Linked DNA regions of Mus musculus: regions 2 and 3 are each linked to region 1. The links are chromatin contacts, called in public Hi-C and promoter capture Hi-C maps. All regions are on one chromosome and are shown on one strand. Each heading gives the region's core, a stretch centred on a gene start, on an enhancer-like site or on the middle of the called end of the contact. The rest is flanking DNA. Distances are from core to core; before and after follow the strand shown.

The links. Promoter capture Hi-C pulls out the DNA fragments that hold promoters and counts their contacts. Hi-C and Micro-C count contacts between places; a contact is called where the count stands out from the background.
Region 2: a contact with region 1 is called in a Hi-C map of muscle stem cells, with 4 times the contacts expected there. The contact joins the enhancer-like site here to the promoter of Esr1 in region 1. A contact is called at or near these places in 4 of 484 Hi-C or Micro-C datasets (CD8 T cells, Sertoli cells, muscle stem cells and 1 more) and 2 of 9 other capture datasets (adipose tissue and liver).
Region 3: a promoter capture Hi-C map of pre-B cells shows a contact between it and region 1, with 5 times the contacts expected there. The contact joins the enhancer-like site here to the promoter of Esr1 in region 1. A contact is called at or near these places in 2 of 39 promoter capture datasets (the 3T3-L1 cell line and pre-B cells), 5 of 484 Hi-C or Micro-C datasets (adipose-derived mesenchymal stem cells, muscle stem cells, pre-B cells and 1 more) and 1 of 9 other capture datasets (adipose tissue).

The regions. Positions count from the first base shown.
Region 1 is chr10:4,708,464-4,712,311 of GRCm38.p6, forward strand. Esr1 (estrogen receptor 1 (alpha)) reads left to right here and starts at 1,695. Exons shown (of 9, transcript NM_001302531.1): 1 at 1,695-1,831.
Region 2 is chr10:4,596,637-4,600,484 of GRCm38.p6, forward strand. No RefSeq gene overlaps it. Among named protein-coding and RNA genes, the nearest start is that of Esr1, 110 kb to the right of the region's middle. Within about 2 kb of position 1,810, at least 18 of the 459 cell types and tissues checked have an H3K27ac peak or open chromatin away from gene starts, as enhancers often do. A contact at or near this core is called in Sertoli cells and muscle stem cells, where this site is marked.
Region 3 is chr10:4,773,744-4,777,591 of GRCm38.p6, forward strand. All of the region lies in intron 3 of Esr1 (estrogen receptor 1 (alpha)), which reads left to right. Among named protein-coding and RNA genes, the nearest start is that of Esr1, 66 kb to the left of the region's middle. Within about 2 kb of position 1,913, at least 51 of the 459 cell types and tissues checked have an H3K27ac peak or open chromatin away from gene starts, as enhancers often do. A contact at or near this core is called in adipose tissue, muscle stem cells, pre-B cells and 1 more, where this site is marked.

The DNA of each region.
Region 1 (3,848 bases), core at 445-2,944:
AGAAAACAGGTGGCCAGAGTAGCGGTGCCGGGTGGTGAGTGGGGGAACCAAGATGGCGGCCATGCTTTCCGCCACAACCCCTGTCCCTGGGAGACAGAGTTTACTAAGAGGAGTCTGAAAGCTATTCCTGGAAATGCCTATCTTGAGATAGCTCAGGCTAACTGGAATTGTAAACTTCTCCACGGCCAAAGTCCCCTGAGATGATACCTGCCTTCTCATACCCTTCCTATGCAGATCTCCAGATGTCCAGATCTCTCTCTCTCTCTCTCTCACACACATATACACACACACCAACTTTCCTTGACTCATTTTCTTTCTTTTCTACCATCTCTCCTTCTTTTGTTACACAGTTTAGTTGGACTGGCTTGATGAGTGTGACATCATTGTTGACCTACAGGAGGGGCCCCTGTCATCAGGAGTCAACACTATTACCAACAAAGGGTTAGCAATCTTTTTTCCCCCAATATTTATTTATTTGTTTGTTCATCTATACAGTGCTAGATCTCAAACCCATGACTCCCCATATGCTAGGCAAATGCTTCATTACTCACACCGCAACTTCTCGATACTTATTTATATATTAGATATTTATGGTCATTGCTGATTGTTGAGGGAACTTGTCTAAGTCCCGATATAATGACCTTGAGTCTTTCCAAGCACAAAAACGTATAGTTGCAGCATGATATCATTAGTATTTTCTTTCTATTTCTTTCTTTGTACTGGCCCAAGTGCCACTCATATATCTCTTGGTAACTGCCTAGGGTCCTAGGGCTGGAGACCGGCCACTCCTGGCGTTGTGATTAGAGTCACTTAATACCTAAAGTAGTTACTAAACAACAAAGGCTCCTTTAGGCCTCCTGTGTCCTGGGACCCAGGGTGAGGACACAGTCAGAGTACCTTGTTAATCTGTGTTGTACTGTGGTGGAGAGAAGCACTGAGAACCAGGTGTATCCATGGGACAGCACTGGAGGTACAAGATCTCTGTCTGCAACCAATGCTGGTAACTACAGCTGTGAACGTGTAATCGCTTTAACGCAAAGCTATTTTATGGTTCCAACTTTACGATTAAAATAATGCCTCTTCTGGGATGTGTTTACAGACAGTAGTCAGTAGGCTATTGGTAGAGAGGCTGGTAGGTTTGACTAATGAAGTGAGGGAGTCTTGCATTTCAGTTGGAAACATATCCCTGGAATGCCAAAAATATTTATTGCGAAGTCTGACTTTTGTATGTTATTGGTAGCATTGTCACTGAGCATCTTATTCAGGGGAACAGTAGGGCTAGAGGGCTTGACTCATATGTATCCCAGAAGGCTTTTCTTGTTAAATGACATCGTTTAGGAAGAAGATATCCTGGCATAGTTTATAAACTTGATCTCTGCACACTTTGACTGGCATTCTAGTTTATCTGTGAGCCTGTGGTTCACAGCCATCTCAGTTTCCCTCTCCATAGAAAGCACCGGGACATTTCTGGCTCTACAGGTAGGGAGCAAAGGGGGCTGGAGTTTCTTCTAGGAATGCTGATTCTAGCGGGGCTACTGCTGTCCCTCAGCAGACAGCAAGGCTCCCGGACTCCCGCTGCCATTCATCCAGCTCGTGCAGGAGCCCAGCTGCCTTGTCTGCCGGGAGGGGCTGCCAAGTGCCCTGCCTACTGGCTGCTTCCCGAGAGTCCCTGCCACTCCACATACAAACACATCCACACACGCTCTGCCTTGATCACACACCGCGCCACTCGATCATTCGAGCACATTCCTTCCTTCCGTCTTACTGTCTCAGCCCTTGACTTCTACAAACCCATGGAACATTTCTGGAAAGACGCTCTTGAACCAGCAGGGTAGGATCGGCTTTTGATTTCTCTCTCTCTTTCTCTCTCTGTAGCTTGAGCGATTTGAGAAAGCAACTTACCTTTCTGCTTAGTGTCTGTCTCCTAGCTGGAGAAGGAAGCTGTGCTGTTTTTCTATGGGGGGAAATCTGTGCGGCTTTTTTTTTTTTTTTTCCCGCTTTCCGGACTTGTAGGATTCTCTGTGCCATTTATATATAATTTGGCAGGCTCAGATTTTTAAAGAGTCTCATCTGAAGTGCTTGCTTTTGCATGTGTTTTTTAAAAGGCATTTGAAAATTGAAAGTGTGATTTATGGGAACTAAATCATCTACGAAAAAATTGCTCTAGAAAGTCATGGTTGCTGGCCATAAAGAGAAATATCTGCGATTCACCTAATGTATTTTTAACCCTTCCTTTGCTGTCAATGATACTTATGGGTGCTAAAACTCATCTTTGTCTTTAGATTTAAGCCAGCTTAGCTGTGGTTTATCCAAAATTATCTGTTTTTCTAAGAATTAGATAAATAGTGTGCTTAGTAGAAAATATTTTTAAAGTGTTACTATTAGTAACAGCAACCTTGACATTTGCATGTGTCAGGTACTTCTCCTGGGTATATGGGCTAGCAATTCAAGTCATATGCTAATGGTTATTTTAGGGGATATTAGGTTGGGGCATATGCAGTTTATTAAGAAAGTACAAACTATCCAAGCTGCAATTTTTTTCTAAATTTGCAATAACAGGTGTGTGTGAGCTCAATCAGAATTTAATTCAATACTGAATAAAAAACTTATTTTAACTTCTCTGTCATTCGAGTATTAGATTCCTGTGTACCCTATGCCAAGGGAACCCAGAAGGTCCATTTGTAGAATTCAAGAGCTGAAAGGTAGGAGAGCCTTTCAAAAGTTTCTGGTTAGACAGACAAGGTTACCGGATCGCCAGAGCTTTAGTCAAGGACCTCAGGTGATATTTTATGGGAAAATGTCTTAGTCCTTGCATGGTTTTCCCAATTTTTGGTTGCATAACCTGTGGAAGGTAGGGACACCCAAGTGTGCCTAACCGAAGGTTTTTCTGAATCATATCCACATGAGAATTTCTAAAGGAAGCAAATTTGGCACCGGGGTCCAACAAAAACAGAAAAGCTAGGCTGGGCAAAATTGCCATGGCTGTGCTTTCTTGGGGAGCGTTTTAAAAAAATTATTATTTTTATTTTTTTGTCAGAAGAGGAAGCTGAAGGCTGGCAGTTTTCTCTTGACTCCAAGTGCAGCTCTTCCTATACATAGTCCATCTCCACTCGTCTGGCCCTAGATGCCTCCTATCTGTGTCCACTGGTGCTAAATATAGCTGTCGGTGGCTGGCTGCATATGCAATCACACACCCCATCCTATTTGCCATATCTCAGTTACAGATACAGTTACCGTCCCTCCAGGGTCATTCTATGCATACACTGCGTACTTCCAGCCAACAAGAAGACTGAATCAAATAGAAAGGAAGACAAAACAGAGACAGATTGGAGCTTGGCAGAGGCACACAGGCAACACATCAGGAAAAGAAAGAAAGAAAGAAAAAAAGAAAAGAAGAAAGAAAGAAAGAAAATGGCCTGTGGCTTAGTCTGCATTTGTTGCAAACCTAGTCTTCCTTGGGATGGGGGGAGTGGTAGGGGCGCGGCTCCTGGAGGTCCCTTTGCTGCTTTCACCCCCTGCAGCGAAATCCAGCAGCGAAGACCTGGAAAGTTAAGTTCAAGGAAGCTAGCGGTTCCTTGGGTGCACGCACAGTGTGATGTTCCCAGTAGTGCCTGGAAGCTGCAGCCCCTGGCCAGTGGCTTCCAGCAGGTTTGTCTAAGAGCAGAGGAGAGGAGTATGTAAAGTTGGAGAACCCGGGAGCGTCTGGGTGCGCTCCTTGGAGTTGGGTCACCTGTGTTCTGCAGGATAGCTCTGCCCCGCAGGGGCAGAGGCAGGGCCAGGGCCAGTACTCGTGCCAAGGGGGACTTGCGCTGCGCCTTCTCTAATCGCAGGCTCTACTCTTTTTTCCA
Region 2 (3,848 bases), core at 560-3,059, 110 kb before region 1:
CCACAGGAAACCTAGAGAAGCCATTTCCTGAAGTGATGAACATAAAGTCTGGATTGTGTTGGAGAACCCCAGATGTTGGAGATGCCAGCACCTTGGGATACCTGCCAACGACTGCTACAGGCAGGGTGTGGGATCAGCCCACAGGAGAGGAGGGTGCTGCAGTTAAGAAATCTGCAAGGAATAGGAGATCTGAAGGGCTCTTTGACTGCAGACATGGCAATGCAGGATTTGGAGGTTTCCTTACTGGGTTCCACTCTTGCCTTGGTCCTGCATTTCTTCACCGTTCCCTCCCCCCCCCCCCCATTTTGCATGGTAATGTCTATTCTGTGCCGTTGGAAGAATGGAATTCACATTTTAGTTTTACAGATATTTACAGTGAAGAGGATAGCTTTGGGTCACAGAGGAGACTTTGGACTTTTAAACAGTGTGGAGACTTTGAAAAACTATTGAAGCTTTTGATGCTGGACGGGAGGCACTTTGCATTATGATGTGGCCATAAGCCTGTTGGGGGTCAGGGAGTAGAATGTGATGGCTTGGATATGGATGAACCCCACACGCTCTTATATTCGAAGGTCTGTTTCCCAGGACTGTTTAGGAAGGGCCAGGAAGAGTGGCTTTGTTGGAGGAGGAGTGTCGGAGTGCGTGTGTGTGTGTGTGTGTGTGTGTGTGTGTGTGTGTGTGTGTGGTGGCTTTTGAGGTTTCAAAAGCACAAGCCAGGCCCAGTCTTCTCTTCCTGTTGCTTCTGTCTTGTGGCTAAGATATGATCTCTCAGATACTGCCCCAGGGCCATGTCTGCCTGCCTGCTGCCATGCTCCCTGCCATGATGGCCGTAGACTCACCCTCTGAAACTGTAAGCAAGCCCACAATTAAATGCTTTCTGTTATAAGTTGTCTTGGTCACGGCAATAGAACAGTAACAAAAACAAATGGTTATATGGCTAGGGCTGTGGTTAAGATGCTGGGATGTGTTCTAAGACGTTTGCTAAGTGTCTGGGGAGTTCCAGATAATTTCTGTCTTCCTCCTTCTCCCCTGTTATCCATCCCTAACTGTCTTATTACCACCATTGGGTATTTGAAGTAGAACGAGAGGAAAATATGAATGTTATGACTCTAGGATAAGCGTACCAATGATTCTAATGTTCTAGTGATTTGAAAAAGCCTATAGGATTTAAAAAAATTCTTAGAATACCACTGTTTTCCACTTATTAAAAACAAAACAAAACAGAACAAAACCACAAGGTGCTTCCTGATATAGCTCATAACTTTGTAGTATAATTTGTCATTATACATTAAGAATAGTTTGGGGGCCGGGCATGGTGGCGCACGCCTTTAATCCCAGCACTCGGGAGGCAGAGGCAGGCGGATTTCTGAGTTCGAGGCCAGCCTGGTCTACAGAGTGAGTTCCAGGACAGCCAGAGCTATACAGAGAAACCCTGTCTCAAAAAAAAAAAAAAAAAAAAAAAAAAAAAGAATAGTTTGGGGTCCGTAAGTTAAGTAAAGTTATAGTGAGAAGTAATTAGCAACATTCAAATTGCCTTCAGAAATCCAGACTCTTAAGCCGGGCGGTGGTGGCACATGCCTTTAATCCCAGCACTCGGGAGGCAGAGGCAGGCGGATTTCTGAGTTCGAGGCCAGCCTGATTTTCAAAGGGCTATACAGAGAAACCCTGTCTCGAAAAAAAAAAAAAAAAAAAAAAAAAAAAAAAAAAAAAAAAAACCACCAAAAACAACAACAACAAAAGAAATCCAGACTCTAAATTTTAAAGGGTAAGATCACAACAGGAAATTCTTGTATGGACCAGATGGGGGCAGCAGAGAGCCAACCGAGGTCTATGGAATGGAAGGCCAGCATCTGTCCTTGGATTTCACGGTGTCTGTGGAGAGGCGATAACTTAGGAAGAGGAATCAGGGCTTCAATTGTAGCTGAGAAGGGAGGGAAGAAAGAAACACCAGAGACGACTGAAGGTACCGGGAGCAGGAGATGAAGGACTGCACAATACACAGTACACAGTACACAGAAGTACAGACTACACAGTACACAGTACACAGTACACAGATGTGGAGGTACTCAAAGAGCCTGGTTAAAATAAAAGTAGAGAAAGAAATGGCCGGACCCTACTTCACTAACGTTCCCTTTGTACCTTTCAATCCTGCTGGATCTTCTAAGGGCAGTGGCTGCAAATGAACTGAGACTGGAGGAAGCCCACCCACCCATCTCTCTTGACCAGGATTTGCTAAGGAGGCTCTCGTTCCCATTAACAAATACTGACCCAAATTGAGAACACTTGGACCACTTGGATGAGGATCAGGGTCTGGTGACATAGTCCATCTTCTGGAAGATTTTTCACAAGCACTTAAGACGTGTAGCTTCTAGCTCCGGTTTACTTACTGGCAACACAGCGTGCGCCCCGTGCGGTCTCATCATAAGTATCTTCAAACCGTGCTAATGAGCTGAGCCAACACACGGGCAGCCTCCTCTCCCCTGACTTGGCACCCTCACACGTTGAATTTAGCATCCCTCATGGGAAGGCGTTCTGGAGAGCTCCGGTTTGCAGCCCTCCCCATCTTCCCTCTCTACTCATGTAAATTACTAGAGAGACTGTAATCAAGAACATCCTCAAATCCTAGCAGATGGTCGTTTACCTCAAGGCACATGGATGCCCCCAACTCCTAGGAGAAGAAAGAGGCTTTTGGCTACTTCCCTGGGGCTAATTATAACCATGTTCGATTTTTTTTGTAGACAACCTGGAAATGAGTGTAGAGTATGAGGAAAGAAAAACCAAAGGCAGAGAGCAGGGAAGAGTTCTGCAAAAGAAGAGATGTCCGAGCTAGGCTTCAGAACAAGCAATTCCGAACCCCGAGTCTCTTGAGGGGAGCATTTGGTTTCCATGATACCACGAATCCAGCTGGTCCCTAGTATTCCTGGAGACCCAGACATTTTAACCTCTGCTTCCTTAACAGAGGGATTAATCTCTTCCTGCCTTGATTTCCCTTCCTGGAAAGTGGGAATTCTCGTACTTTCTTACAAGGTCTCAAGACTGTCTCCCACATGAGGATGAGAACTAGCCAGGAGACAGGAATATTTCTCTGCCAGGAGAGGCTCCCTGAATTGGTGCCAGCAGTGGCAGGGCATGTCACAGGTGCAGCACAGGGTGTGGCGTTTCTGTAGGGACAGCCACTGGTTGGCTGACTTTGTTGCATTAGTCAGCTGTGCTGTTTGTAAACCTTTGGTGTGATTACGCAGTGTTTGTTCTCTATTGTTTGAAATACCCTTTAAAAGCCGAATACAGAACACTAGGCCCTGCTGGTTTGTTCTTTCTGACTTGGCAAAGGTTGACTGATTTTATTTTTCTTTTGGCCTGTGTTTCTCAGTGGCTTGAAATGAACATGGCTCACTCTTTCTTTTGCTTCCTTCCTTCCTTCCTTCCTTCCTTTCTTTTTTCTCTTTGGTTTGTTTATTCGCCTCTTTGTCCATATTGACAATAATAGATTTGTGCTGCAAACCTGGTATAATTTCTTTAACACAGTCTTCAGAGGGAGGAGGGTTTGGGGTGAATCCGGAATCTCGAGTTGTCTCAGCTTTATTTTCTCAAGGGCCCGAACTGATTCTTAGGAGTTAGCTGTTTTTGACTAAGGAAAATTCACACATTCTCTTGAGTTGTACTATTGAATAGGTTAAAAAACGAGAAGAATAAGCTAGAACAAACGTAATAGAAAAGGCAGGAAGTAAGTATGTGGAAATGGCCATATGAGGCGCCAGTGATGTTGTGGTCGGCTTTGATTGCGTATGAATGGGATGCAATGGAACAGGTTTTTAGCAATGGTAGAAGAGGTGGGTCCAGGACTGGAA
Region 3 (3,848 bases), core at 663-3,162, 65 kb after region 1:
CTATTCTGATTGCTCAGGGGAAATGAAGCTGTTACCAGGTAATGAGCTGAGTCTAGGATGCTCCATTGTGCCTTCTTGCCCAGTGTAGGGCAAAAGTGAAGGATTCTTTATGTTCTACAGTGAGGAGATTAAAAAAAAACAAACAAACCAAAAGATGGGCACTGGGTCATCTTAAAGCACCGGGCAAACTGGCAGGCTTGGAAGGGCAGTAAGTGAATACTGTCCCCAGTGGAGGGCTTTGTGACCCACTGGACCTGGGCAGCTTAGATGCTCCACCTGCATTTCAGTATCTGAAGAGCCCACACTTTCTCCTATTCTGTGGGTGGCTTCTTCTTGCTTAATAAGGTTCTGATGGTGAAGTTCATTGCTTAGCCCATGGGGGGCAGAGCAGAGGGATGAGGACAAAGAACCGGAAAAGAAATGGAAGCTACTGATGCTGGCCTAGCATTGTTCCGAAAGAGAAATGTTCACTGCCTCTTTGCTGATCAGTTAAAAAAGCGCATCAAACAAATATAGAGGGCAAAGGTTAAGCAGCACAACATGGTGTTTGATGAAGAATGAACTTTTTGTCAGTCTCAAAAAGTCTTCTTGGGTGGTCTGGATGCCCAGGAGGGTATGTTCCAACGACAAGCCTGTGTTTCCTGGGTGACCATCACGTTTACTCTTTACCAGGCTTCTGGGCCACCACGACATACCTCACAGAAATTGTCTCTAGGCTTGAGGACTCTGCACACCACCCTGGCTGAAATTCACAGGCCAATCAACCCATGTTTCTTTATGCATCCTTTAACTCTCCAGTGGCCACAAGATGAACAAAAACTTTGCACGTGTTGACCACACCTGTTATTTCTTTTTCTTCTTTACTCTCTTGAAATTACTTGTAGAATTGAAGTATTATTTATTAAAAAGGAGGGGTTTTTTTCCATCCACAAGAGCATGGGGTAATCTTGAGGCTATTGTGCTAAGTGTTAAAGAAAGAAAAATGGACAAATTGATTTACTCCAATAGTCAGACACAATTGTTGAGGTTGAAAAAGTAGATTAGCCGGTCTCCTTATTTTTGAAGAGGTCGCAGTCAAGTGAAGAAAATCAGTAATGCCTGCACCATTGCTACAGATGTGCTAAAGAAGTCCCTATTTGTGGAATCTTAAATGCCCGACTTTCCTGTCCTTCCTTTTCATTGGAATGTCTATGCAGAGTTGTGCCTACAATAGAATTTCGGCGAGACTCTCAAAGATCGGTGAAATTCTTAGTTAGCACTTAGTAAATCAGGAATCCATTTTTTTTAAAGGGTCCCAGCAGTTTGAAGGACCTCCATATCTCCATACTCTGCACTAATCTGATCTCAGCCAACAATCTTTTCCTCTCTCCCTAAAGCATTAAAATGACCCTGAGCTGGAGCACAAGCTTATCTTTGACTGTGTGGAACCAGACCACGTGGCAGAACCTGCTCAGGGTCTCTGGGTTTTATCCTGTCTCTTAGATTGCAAGAACATTTTCTCTTCCTTCTCTCTCAGGAAGAGAATACTTTGAAATTCTTTCTACCAGTTCTGGCCATCAGGGTTTTATCTTTAAAGGAGTTGATGTGGTAAGAAAGCTTGGAGAACTTTCTGGAAGCAAAAAGTACAAAGAAGGAAGGCCAGGACATTTGGGGAATGCTGCCTGCCTTTGAATTAGTCACCCCGATGGTTACACCATCTCCTCCTTTGTTTCAATCTTATCTAACACTCATCTTTTTCTTTGTTCATCCCCCTACCCAGTCCTTCAGACCTTCTAAAATCTGGTCTTGGGGCAAGGCACCATGTTCTCAGGGTGTTCAAAACCCTGTGCTGGATATTATAGGAGCAGGAGGAGCCATTTCAGAAGGTCCTATTCTGGACTGCACACTAGCATTTCCTTGTGTGTAGAGCTAGGAGATGCATTGTTGAAAGCGACTCATTGTCTCCAGGGTACTGTGGTGAGGTGGTGGTCACTGATCCCATCATGCTTTGTCGCAGCTGTTGGCTTGATTCTGTGCCAGGTGCTTGAAACAACTGTGGCTTTGCAGATGGGCTACAGAGACTGGACCCAAAGGTATCACGTCAACATGTTCAGTCAATTGGGGTCTTATAAGGACAGAGAGAATTTCTTCTGACTTCACTTTTTATGAAGAAAAGGAGACTTTCCAGGGCTGTTGTCTTTCCTAGAATTCCTTCTTTCAAAACATCTTTGGGGAATATAATTGGATATTAGTAATACTTTCTGGTTCATTTAAAAAATAAAAGCAAAATGCAATTTATAGGTGGGTGTTGCTTCTGGTAAAATTAATTAAAAAGAACTCGTGTGAAAATAGAATTTGGGATGCATGATTAAGCATCCTGGATTTCTTTTTCTTTTTCTTTCTCTCTCTCTCTCTCTCTCTCTTTTTTCTTTTTGTGCATGCTGCTACGTACAGATGTGGTTGTGAAATAGTTCAAATCAGGGCCCACTGAATGTCCTCACTGGACTTTTAGGAATGTGTGCACTGAGGCAGCCAAATTTTATTTCATTTGGTTTGGCTCATTGCACTGGCTGTGAATCAGAAAGTATTCATTTTAATATCTGAGTGGAAATTTATTTACAAACACACGGCTACAGTTATTCTTTCAAAGGGCTTAAAGTTTTTGTTTAATTTCCTCAAAAATTTGCTTTCTAGTTTTTCTTTCCATCTGGAACTTGTGACAGAATATGTTGAAGAGGTTTTTCTAGAATAAAAAAATACATGTCCTGACGCACAGATAAATGTAATCTTTCGTGTGGTTTATCTTTCCTGTTTGGTGGCAACGACAGAGTTCAGAATTGGTCTGGAGATGATTACATTGCTGATTCTGAAATGCTTTTCAAAGATAAAGTGATTTATTTAGCTGTTACATTATTATTATAAGCATAATTTAATGCTTAAGTGTTCTGAGTTAATATTGAGTTCTTTCTTCTTAGCCAATCATGGCAGTATTCTAAAAAGAAAAAAAAATTAAAGAAAAACCCAAAGACCCACGAATGAGACAGATCTGCATTTTAATGATGGTTCTACCATCTATCAGCCAAGAGACCTTGAACAAGTTAGTCAGATCCCTGGCGTCTCAAGTTATGACTCTGTAATTGGAGCAACCCAGCTCATTGTTTGTGATATTGAGATGAGACACAGAGCTGAACCCACCAAGCACATTGCTAGTTTATGAGAAGCCCATGGCGTATGCTGCTAGTTAGTCAGTCCTTGGCCACAGAGATTGTCACATAGAACTGAATCAGAATAGGATCAATCAATCCAACCTTGATTCATCTTTCTGCTTTCTCACATCGATACTTAGGACAGCTCCAAGTTTGTTTTACAAAAACCATACACAACAAAAATGTACTAGTTCAGCCATTGAAAGTGGATTTAGGTTCATTTAGGATTTAGGTTCATTTAGGATTTAGGTTCATTTATGTTGTATGAGCAAAAATTGTATGAGAAGATTGAAACTGTGCCTTTTAACCAATAACTCCCTCACTTCTCTGAGGATTCTTTCACCATGGTGTGTCTCTGTGAGTGTGACTACTTTAGGTACTTCATGTACACAGGGTCACTTTTATCGTTTGTGTCTGACTTCTCTCACTCAGCATTATGTTTTCCAGATCCAACCATGCCATAGTATACATTAGAATTTCAATGTTTTTAAAAGCATAATGTTAATTCTATTACATTTATATACCACCTTATGTGTATTTATTTAAGTCAGTAGACCCTGAGTTTTCTCTGACTTTTGTCTGTTATGAGTAACATTGCCTTGTCTGTGGACATACACATACACATATCTGTTTGTATTCCTGCTTTCAATCATATGTATATGT